2 separate regions of the Mus musculus genome follow, and region 2 is linked to region 1. The links are chromatin contacts, called in public Hi-C maps. All regions are on one chromosome and are shown on one strand. Each heading gives the region's core, a stretch centred on a gene start, on an enhancer-like site or on the middle of the called end of the contact. The rest is flanking DNA. Distances are from core to core; before and after follow the strand shown.

Evidence for each region. Hi-C and Micro-C count contacts between places; a contact is called where the count stands out from the background.
Region 2: a Hi-C map of the HPC-7 cell line shows a contact between it and region 1, with 3 times the contacts expected there. The contact joins the promoter of C1s2 here to the enhancer-like site in region 1. A contact is called at or near these places in 3 of 39 promoter capture datasets (the 3T3-L1 cell line and 3T3-L1-derived adipocytes), 2 of 484 Hi-C or Micro-C datasets (the G1E-ER4 cell line and the HPC-7 cell line) and 1 of 9 other capture datasets (macrophages).

What each region holds. Positions count from the first base shown.
Region 1 is chr6:124,271,515-124,276,220 of GRCm38.p6, forward strand. No RefSeq gene overlaps it. Among named protein-coding and RNA genes, the nearest start is that of Gm25311, 31 kb to the right of the region's middle. Within about 2 kb of position 1,922, at least 53 of the 459 cell types and tissues checked have an H3K27ac peak or open chromatin away from gene starts, as enhancers often do. A contact at or near this core is called in the HPC-7 cell line, where this site is marked.
Region 2 is chr6:124,633,648-124,638,353 of GRCm38.p6, forward strand. It overlaps C1s2 (complement component 1, s subcomponent 2), which reads right to left and starts at 2,438. Exons shown (of 11, transcript NM_173864.2): 1 at 2,380-2,438; 2 at 1,835-2,042; 3 at 1,368-1,545. The coding sequence starts at 2,402.

The DNA of each region.
Region 1 (4,706 bases), core at 672-3,171:
GAAAAAGAAATTAAAAACTTAGAAAGTGATCTTAACAGGAAAAATAATGAATTCATACCAAACCATTTCTTTTAGAAACCAAAACTCCAATGGAGTGGGAAAACGGCAAAACACATAAAATAGATAATGGTTTCCACATTTTCAGTAATCTTATTTTTCATTGTCAATGCTACAAAAGCTGCTTTTGAACCCTTCCCCTGGAAACTTGGCTTTATCTTAACATTTGACCAAATTTCTTCTTTTTTTTTTTTTAGTTTTTTTTATTAGATATTTTCTTTATATACATTTCAAATGCTATCCCAAAAGTTCCCTATACCATCCCCTGCCCTGCTCTCCCACCCACCCACTCCCGCTTCTTGGCCCTGGCATTCCCCTGTACTGGGGCATATAAAGTTTGCAATACCAAGGGGGCCTCTCTTCCCAGTGATGGCCGACTAGGCTATTTTCTGCTACATATGCAGCTAGAGGGTACTGGTTAGTTCATATTGTTGTTCCACCTATAGGGTTTAACACAGTGAGCCGGGTCTAGACTAGGCCTAGAGTGCTATGAATGGCAGCTAACATCCATTCGCCTTACTGTCTCTCTCAGATCATTCCATGGCAACAGCTATAAGTGTGCTTTGCTTCCCAAGCACTGCATCTCCTGAGGCACAAGCTTCCAGAAGAAATCAATATTTCTCGAACCATCTATGTTTGTTTGTGTCTCGGAAAGTTCACTAAGGATTTTATAGTGATCGCCATGCATGACTGTACCACAGTTTCTGCAAGGCAGGAATGAATGCCAGTGTCAGGTGAGGCCAACTCTGTTCTGTCTCATACTGAGAGACCCGAGACACAGGGAAAGAGGGGAAAGTGTGCAAGCTTCCCTGGTAAGCATGTTGTGATGCTTCTCTGTGGGTCTGGGAGAGGAAAATATTAGACAGAGTACATGCAAATGTGTCATAAAAGAATGAGATCATGACTTATTTGAGAGAAGCCGGGAGTGGTATAAAAGGTGACAGTCTCACAAGAGAAACACAAGATAGTCATAAAGAGGGTGTGTAGGAAAGGAAGCAAATCCTGACGAAAAGATAGTTATCAATCCATGCTTGTTAAAGAGAGCTGTCTCTGTACTGTTGTCCACGTTTTCTACATATTTCCCTTCCTCCCTCCACTCTCTCTGTCATACACACTCACATACACACATTCACACGCATACAAACACATTCACACACGTACACATTCAAATACACACTCACATACACACTCACACAGTCACACACATTCATATACAGACTCTCTCTCTCTCTCTCTCTCTCTCTCTCTCACACACACACACACACACACAAACTCAAGCAGATGGAGATACTGAAACTAGACAAGACCTCAGGAACTATGCTGAAGGCCTGCTTTACAGGAAGAACTACCAACTATGGCATGCAGACACAGTTGGGGGTAAATGAAAACAAATGCTAAAGAATTAACTGTTTAGAAATAATATTGGGCGGCTTTGGCTTCCACACATCCATTTGGAGGCTTAACATGTATTTTCACATCTTTATAGGAAAGGATTTGCAGCATTGAAGGGTTGCATCTGACCCCTGTATCTCACTGAACTATCCTTGCTTTTCTGTGTCCCACATTCACACAAAACCCAGCAACAATCAAAAAAGGTCAAATGTACTTCATTGCACAGAATATGAGACTATGTGTCCCCAATACAAGCTATTGGGTCACATAAGCCTTCCCCAAATCCTGAAATTCCTCCATTGCTTAAATCACAGTTCCATATTCATTTCCTGGCCCTGTTTAGGAAGAGGTCACAGCCCTCATTTCTTCATTCCTTCCCAGTATACTTCCTCTTCATGATTACTTTCTCCCTGCCTCGTTAAGAGAGAAGCAGTGGCCAGGGACCATGGCCTGGGGAAGGAAGTAGAGTGTGCAAGAATCAACCACAGACTCTCCTAAACAGTGCCTCAGCACTCTTCTCAGGCTCAGTGCTGCTGACTCCAACCCGACTTGCCTGCGTCTTGCTGACCCACGCTCCCCTTCTCTTACCTCCCAGGGCTATCTTGCCTGTTCCCTGACTTCATTAGGAAACAATGCTGAGCACCATATGGGTGTGTGTTCCCTGAAAGCTTACATAGCAAGCTGTTGTACCATCCATGTACATAACAGGCAAACAGATAGAGTAGAGGCTCCGGTCAGAAGCATTTTCATTGAGCAACCCATGACTCTATATCCATTTGCTGCCTAGTGTAGAGAGTAAGTCTGAGGCCAGCTTAGTTTTGATGTTTTAGATAGCAGGTTGTCTATTCTTTAAATAAACAGGTGTTTTCTTCCAGAATTGTCCAATTATACTCAAAGGATATCCAAATTTTATGTGTATATGTTCATTATTTCCTAAAATAAGGTTTCTTTTCAAATCACATATTTAATGTATTTTTCCACACTGAGAAAAGTTCTGTTTTAGTACACATTTAAATTCTTGTTCTATCCCATTCATTGTAGCTTATACTTGTGGAAGGGTTTATTTCTTAAGCTATATTATTACTCTGTGCCCCATAGTTCTTTCTGTCCTCATCAGTAGTGTGACTGAAGGTCTCAGGTTTGCCCCTCTTTACAAACTGTTTTTCCTGTTCTGCCAATTGTCTGCTGTGTCTCCTGTAATAAATAGTTTGGCTTTGCTATCATGGTTCTAACATTCAGGGTTTTCTAACTTCACAAAGCTTGCACCCCAGCTCTCGCCACTATGTCACCATACCTTCCGTATTTTTTTTCCTATCTCGTCAAAGGTGACATCATCTGGAAACCTATTTAGGATGGCAAAACATCTAAATAAAATGCTCTGCCTCTCCTCACTCTCGGGAGTTGATTTTTGCCAAGATTCCTTTGTTTCCACATCTATGGCTCACACATACAATGCTGATTCTTATTCCTCACTGAGATACTGTGTGTGAGTGTGCATATATGTGCATACGTGTGTCTATGTGCATTCCTGTGCATGTGTGTGTGCATGCTTACTTCATCACATTTACAAATGAAGGACCTTCTAACGGACACCAACTTGAAACTCTAGCTTCCAGGAGTCCTTTTGCTGTGTCACAGTAACAGTTAAGGAGAGTCTGATGCACACTTTTTTACAACTTACGGGATAGTTGGATATTTACAACTCATTTTTATTCTCCACTGAAGATGCGGTTACATTCAGTTCGTTCCATACCCTAATCAGTTGTTGATATCAGCCTCAGAGAGATTTTAAAGTGATTGCTTTCAAGGAAGAGGAAACAAAATTGGGGTTTTCCAAGCTTACTAGGTTTTTTTGAGTGTAGCACAGACATTATTTCTGGATTAGAAAGCACTCATAAATACCATAATTACCCTTAAGGATGCCTGAAAGATATGACATTCTGAAACAACTATAGTAATAAAGATAGACATGAGTCTCCACTTGATACTCAGCCAGATAAGTGTGGAGAGGCAATCCATAATGCTTGAAGTGGTTTTCCTATCCTCAAAATGGTAACCAAGATTATTTGAGTCAGAGACCTGAGCAGTGAGTGTAGACAAAAGTTCATGTAAGTAGACATTTTGTTCAGTGTCCAGATTTTGCTTCCTCTCCCAGTTCCCAGTTCATTTCATGTCCCAACACAAGAGCGAATAGCAGATACAGTACTCGGTGTACCGGGAGGTGGGCCGTGCAACTCTCCTACAGCACCTGCTGCTACTCCTTCTCAGGTGGGAGTGTCTTGGTGACCTGAAGAGCAATGGGTGTCCTTTAAAAGACTGAGATGATCTGCAAAGTCCACATTTTTTAAATTGTACATTTTTAAGGTATATAACATGATTATCTTGCTAACCATACTTACAGTGAAATGTTGACTGTAGTCAAGTAAATTGGCCACCATCTCTCATCTCATTTATCACTTGTAGTAGAATAAAATAGAATAACAGAAAGTTTATTTCTTTTGGCTACCACTTCTCTCTTTTCCCACCTCCATCCCATCTCTAGCAACTATATTTACAGTATCTATATATGAGTGTTTATAGAGTCTACATATAAGCGACATATAGTAGTCTCTTTCTGGTCTGGCTAGCTTCGCTTGGAATTTCTTCCAGATATCAAGAAAACTTTACTCAGTGCGCTATCCTAAATGGAATAGTCACCTTTATCAAGGCAAGTGTAGGGAAACCCTTGTTCACTGTTGATGGGAGCAAAACTTGTACAGTCACTGTAGATATCAGTGTGGCGATTTCTCAAAAAGTTAAAATTAGACCAACCACATGATTCAGCTGTACAACTATGCATTTAGTCCATTTGGACAAGTATGAAAACCTGAGTTGAAATCCCTAGAACCCATGTAAAACCTGGTGGAGTAGCATAGTCTGTATTTCTAGGTTCTCATAGCATGATGGGAAGTAGAGAATAAAGAATTCTGTTCCCACTCCCCCTCCCCCAAGAAGCTCTCGGCTTCAGTACCCTGTCACACTCAAAAGCAAGCAAAGAAGAGCTGTTCAGGTAGAAGCCAAGGGCCCACATCCGAGGTTGTCCTCTGATTTTCATATGCACATTGGCACACACACACATGCACACATACTAATGCCTACCATACACATGAACATACATCATACACATGACTACATGTGTCCTATTCATACATACACACATTAGTTTTTCAGATGCACCACTTGAATTTGCAAGGTTCTGTTCGTTTTGTTTCATTGAT
Region 2 (4,706 bases), core at 1,188-3,687, 360 kb after region 1:
ATACAACACCCTGCCCAATTGGTACATGCTGTAACTCCAGCATTCAGAAGACTGAAGCAAGAGAATCAGGAGTTCAAGGCCAGCCTGGGCTACATAGAGACACTCTGTCTGGAAAAGAAAAGAATCTGTGCCAGAGACACCGCTGAAAGGAAAGACGGTGGTGACGTCACCTGGGGAGAAACGTTAGGACCTACTTTATAGGATGTTGGTCTTTCTGTAAAACTGATGACATTTGGACTTACGAGCAGGCCTATCTTCATTTTAACCTGGAGATGGATGTAGAAGGACCTAGTACCACATAGTCCTGCTTATACATTCCTTGGTAAAGTATTAATGTTCTCAGTTTTCAGTTTTTCCCTAGTCTTGAGGTTTCTGAGAGCCTTTCAGACACAAAGGAAGCATTCATTCACTAAGCTGGAGTGATTATCTTTTAATATAGAGTCTTCTGTAACCCAGGCTGCCCTTGAATTCCTGATTCTCCTGCCTCTGCTTAGGATTGGAATTACAGGTGTGTGCACTGTGCCAGAATTCCCAGCCCTCCTTTTAATTTTTTTTTGAGACCAGATCTCTATCTATATAACCCTGGATGTCGTAGAACTTGCTCTATAGACCAGGCTAGCCTCAAATTCACAGAGATATGCCTGCCTCTGCTTCCTGAGTGATGGGATTAAATTAGCATTTCTTATTACTATCCATGCACGTTTATGTGCATGATGGAGGCATGCCAGGGCAGACATATGAAGGTCAGAGGACAAGCGTATAGTGTTCGTTATTCCTTCTACCTTCTCATGGACCCTGAACTCTAATGGGCGGTTGTATAGCAACCATTTCACTGACTGAACTGTCTCAACAGCCCTCTCTTTACTTCTGATAGGAAGACAGGTTCTTACTAAGTTGCCCCTGTTGACCTAGAGTTGACAGTTCTTCTGCTTCAGCCTTCAGAGTGTATGGGATTACAGTCCTGCACCACTGAGACCAGATCCGTATCTTTATAGGAAGACCATGCTGCCCACACTGCAGAATTGAGGTGAAGGTTGCATTCATGTAAGCAAGCCACCTGATAGAGGACCATTTCTCAGTGGTTCTCAGTCTCATTATCTGCTTTACCACCACTAACATGCGATAAAGTCACACAAAGGCAAGGCAATTCCTAAGCAGACCCAGGGCAAGTCAACATTCGTTAAAGATGTAAGCAGCCCGGGGGCAGTGGCACAAAGCTGGAGTCTTGGAGTGTCCAGCCATGGCTGCATATCGAGACTATGACTCAAAGCGAGACAACAGAATTCTCATCTCATGCACTGAGTGGTCATTTACCTGTTCCCATCTTTTAGTTGGATCCAGATGTCACATACAGAGGGATGCCTTACCTATGGCAGTGTAGTATGCTGCAAAGCCGGTAAACTGTTCTTCGATGGAGAAGTCTGAGGTAAAGACCACCTGAAGTTTATTGTATGGGAACTGAAACTCTTCTATAATGGGGGAGTTGGGGCTCTTGCTGGTCCTCTGACCACAGAGTCTCCCTTCCTCGATGCCTCCTGAGATTATCTAAGAGAAGACGGAAGTGTAAAACTGAGAATGGGCAAAGAGAGCAGAACCTTTACTCCCGACCTCCAGCTCTGTCTGTCTGTCCGGTCTGTCTCCCTCACCCCCACCTCATGTTCCCCCAGTGCTAGGGACCAAACTCAGGGACATGTCCTTGCATGGCAAGTACCCTGCCATTGAGCCATGCCCCTACCCCATAGGACGGCTTGACAACACACAGCCCCCTAAATCCTCTCATTCCTCCATCCCTCCCCGCTCCTCCCATCCCTCTCCCTCCTGTGCTGTAATATACCTGCACTGAGTCGTATGCACAGCTCTCTGACGGCTCTATGTCCACATGGGTAAAGTAAAGGTGAATCCCAAACCCCTCTGGGACTTCAATGTCCCAAGATTTCACGACGTCATTGGGGTACGCCTGGGGATAGTTAGGGGACAGGATCTCCCCATGCATGGTGGGCTCAGCAGAAAATGATGCCAAAAGAGAAAACAGGACCAAATACCTGGAAGAGGGGAAAAAAAGTCACACAGAGGTGGGAAGCCGGGAACCGATGGCTTCATGCAGAACTCTGACCGTTAGGCAGCCAACATGACATGGAATAAACAAATATATACAGAATAAATAAATAAATAATTAAAAGTCAAGGTTCAGATCTGAGCTCTCTCTGGAGAAATGGGAAATCACATACAACAGGCCTGTGTCTAAGTCCAGCACTCTGGGGACAGAGGAAGGGTGATGTCATGCCAGCTTGGGCTGCATAGTGACACCCTGTGTCAAAACTGTGAAAGAGAGAAGGAAGGTGGAGATGGATTCATTTCTGTAGATACCTGATCACTTACCACATCCCTGGCGATTTGCCCATGGCTCTCTGGCTCTCTGATTTTGGAAGTAAAGGGCAGTCAGCAGTCCTGGCTGTCTTTATCTGACAAGTACAGGTGCCTGCTTTGGTAGTGAGGGACCACCCAGGGCTCAGTGTCACCTTTGAAAGAATACCATAGAAATAGGTACCTGTCAGGAATGGTCATCACATGATACTATGACACCCTCCCCAGTGAGATTTAGACTAACTTCCCAGACCAGCCCTGAATTAACCCTGTCCCCCAACCATCTTCCAATATTCCTACAATTGAGTGAGGAGTTTCTCCCTGTCTTTTGTGTCCTCCTCCACCCACTCCTGGCCCCTTGCATCGGTCTCTGCATTTCCACACAGGCTGGAGCTTCCAGACCGATCCTCTCCCATTCAAGCCTGCCCCCTTTGACAAGCTATTACAGGTGTTGCTTCTGCTGGTGGCCCAATGGCCACTGAAGGAGGAAAGTGTTTCCTTCAGTAGGGACAGGAAGGGACCTTGGGAGACACTAATCAGAAAGAAAGTATGCCCCTTTGGTAAAAGGTTGCAGAGTGCTGGAAAAGAGAAAGCTAACTGAGAAAAGTCAGGACATTCAGATATGCCTTCCCTTACTTTTCTCAAGTTGGTTTGTTTTGTCCTTTGCTTAAAGAGCAAGGTATCTTCCCATAGTTCCCAGAAAAGTCTTTCACAAATTGCCTCTACCCTTGAAACACTGCTGTGTGAAAGGATGAGGCTTGTGGGGTGGGGCTATGGTCCTGCATATGAGAACCTGTGTGAGTTCCTTCCAACCCTCCATCTTTGCTCCAAACCTTACTCTACATGTCTTTTCCTGTTCCTTCATCAAAGCTTCTCTCTTTAAGTCTTGCTTTTTAAAGATTACCTACAGGAGCTGATGGGAACAAGTGGGCCAGCCTCCTCTCCTGCCTCTGGTCATGCAGTTAAGCCCCTGCAGCTCCAGAGGGAGTGGCCTTTGCAGGAAGCTCCTCCCCACCTCCCTGTTCTGTTTGCTCTAAAGATTCCCTAAGGGAGTGTGTTTTTGCATGTCCAAAATTCCCTGTTCCAAACAGAGGGGGCTGGGAGATCACAATCTAGTTAAGAGTAATCAGCCTTGATCTTAGAGCGCTCTCTGCGTTTAAAACAAGAACTGCACCAGCTTCGCTGGGCTGTGAGGTCCAGAGCAAAAGGGGGCAATGGGGGAATTTTGAGATTGCCTAATTCTCTCTTACAGCCAAAGGGTGTGTTTCAGAGCTTTTGAGGAAGTCAGGCGATTTATCTTCTTAAGGAGGGAAGGGTTAACTGGCGGGGGGAAACTAAACTCAGAAAGTCCAACCCTCTATCTGTGTGAGTCACGAATCAAAGGAAGAGAGTCATCAGAAGTAGAAGCCATTGTCTGGAGGCTCTAGGAGGCAAGATGGCTCAGCTTAGAAAGGTACCTACCTCCAGGCAGAAAGACATGAACTCTACATCCCCTGGGACCCACATCATAGGTGAACCAACAGTTCCTGCAAGCTGTCTTCTGAGACCATGTCAATGCAATTCTTTCTTTAATTAATACATAAATGCAACTCATCCTGCCCCGAGACAATTTACACCTAGACTGCGGGCGGCATGTGCTCTCAAGGTTTCTTCATCCCGAAAGTCCCATCTCAAGGCTGGGCAAGGTGGTTAATGCCTGTAAGTCCAGAAGAAGAATTTCTGAGAATCTGAGTCTAGCCTGGGCTACATAGAGAGTATCAGGCTGGCTAGTTCTGTATAGTACATTTGTTTCTTGTTTAATTTGATGCACAGCTATGACCTCAGTACTTAGGAAGTGAAGCCAGGAGCTATCAGAAAATCAGGGACAGTCTTTCTTTATATAGTCATTTGGAGGTCAACCTGGGCTACCTAAGATCCAAAAAGGCTTGCCTAATGTTGTTTCTCCAACTCTAATACACTTGCCCTCAAGCGTCATTCTAAGTCCATTTGGAAATTATTTATTAACAAAGACATGAAAAGATGGTTCTGAGGTGAAGAGCACTGCTGTTCTTCCAGAGGACCCAGGTTCAAGTCCCAGCACTGGCATGGTGGCTCACAACATTTTTTCTTTTCTTTTTTTAAAGATTTGTTTATTATTATTATTATATGTAAGTACACTGTAGCTGACTTCAGACACACCAGAAGAGGGCATCAGATCTCATTACGGATGGTTGTGAGCCACCACGTGGTTGCTGGGATTTGAACTCAGGACCTTTGGAAGAGCAGTCAGTGTACTTAACCACTGAGCCATCTCACTGGCTCACAACTTTCGATGTAATTCTGGTTCCAGGAACCTGACACCT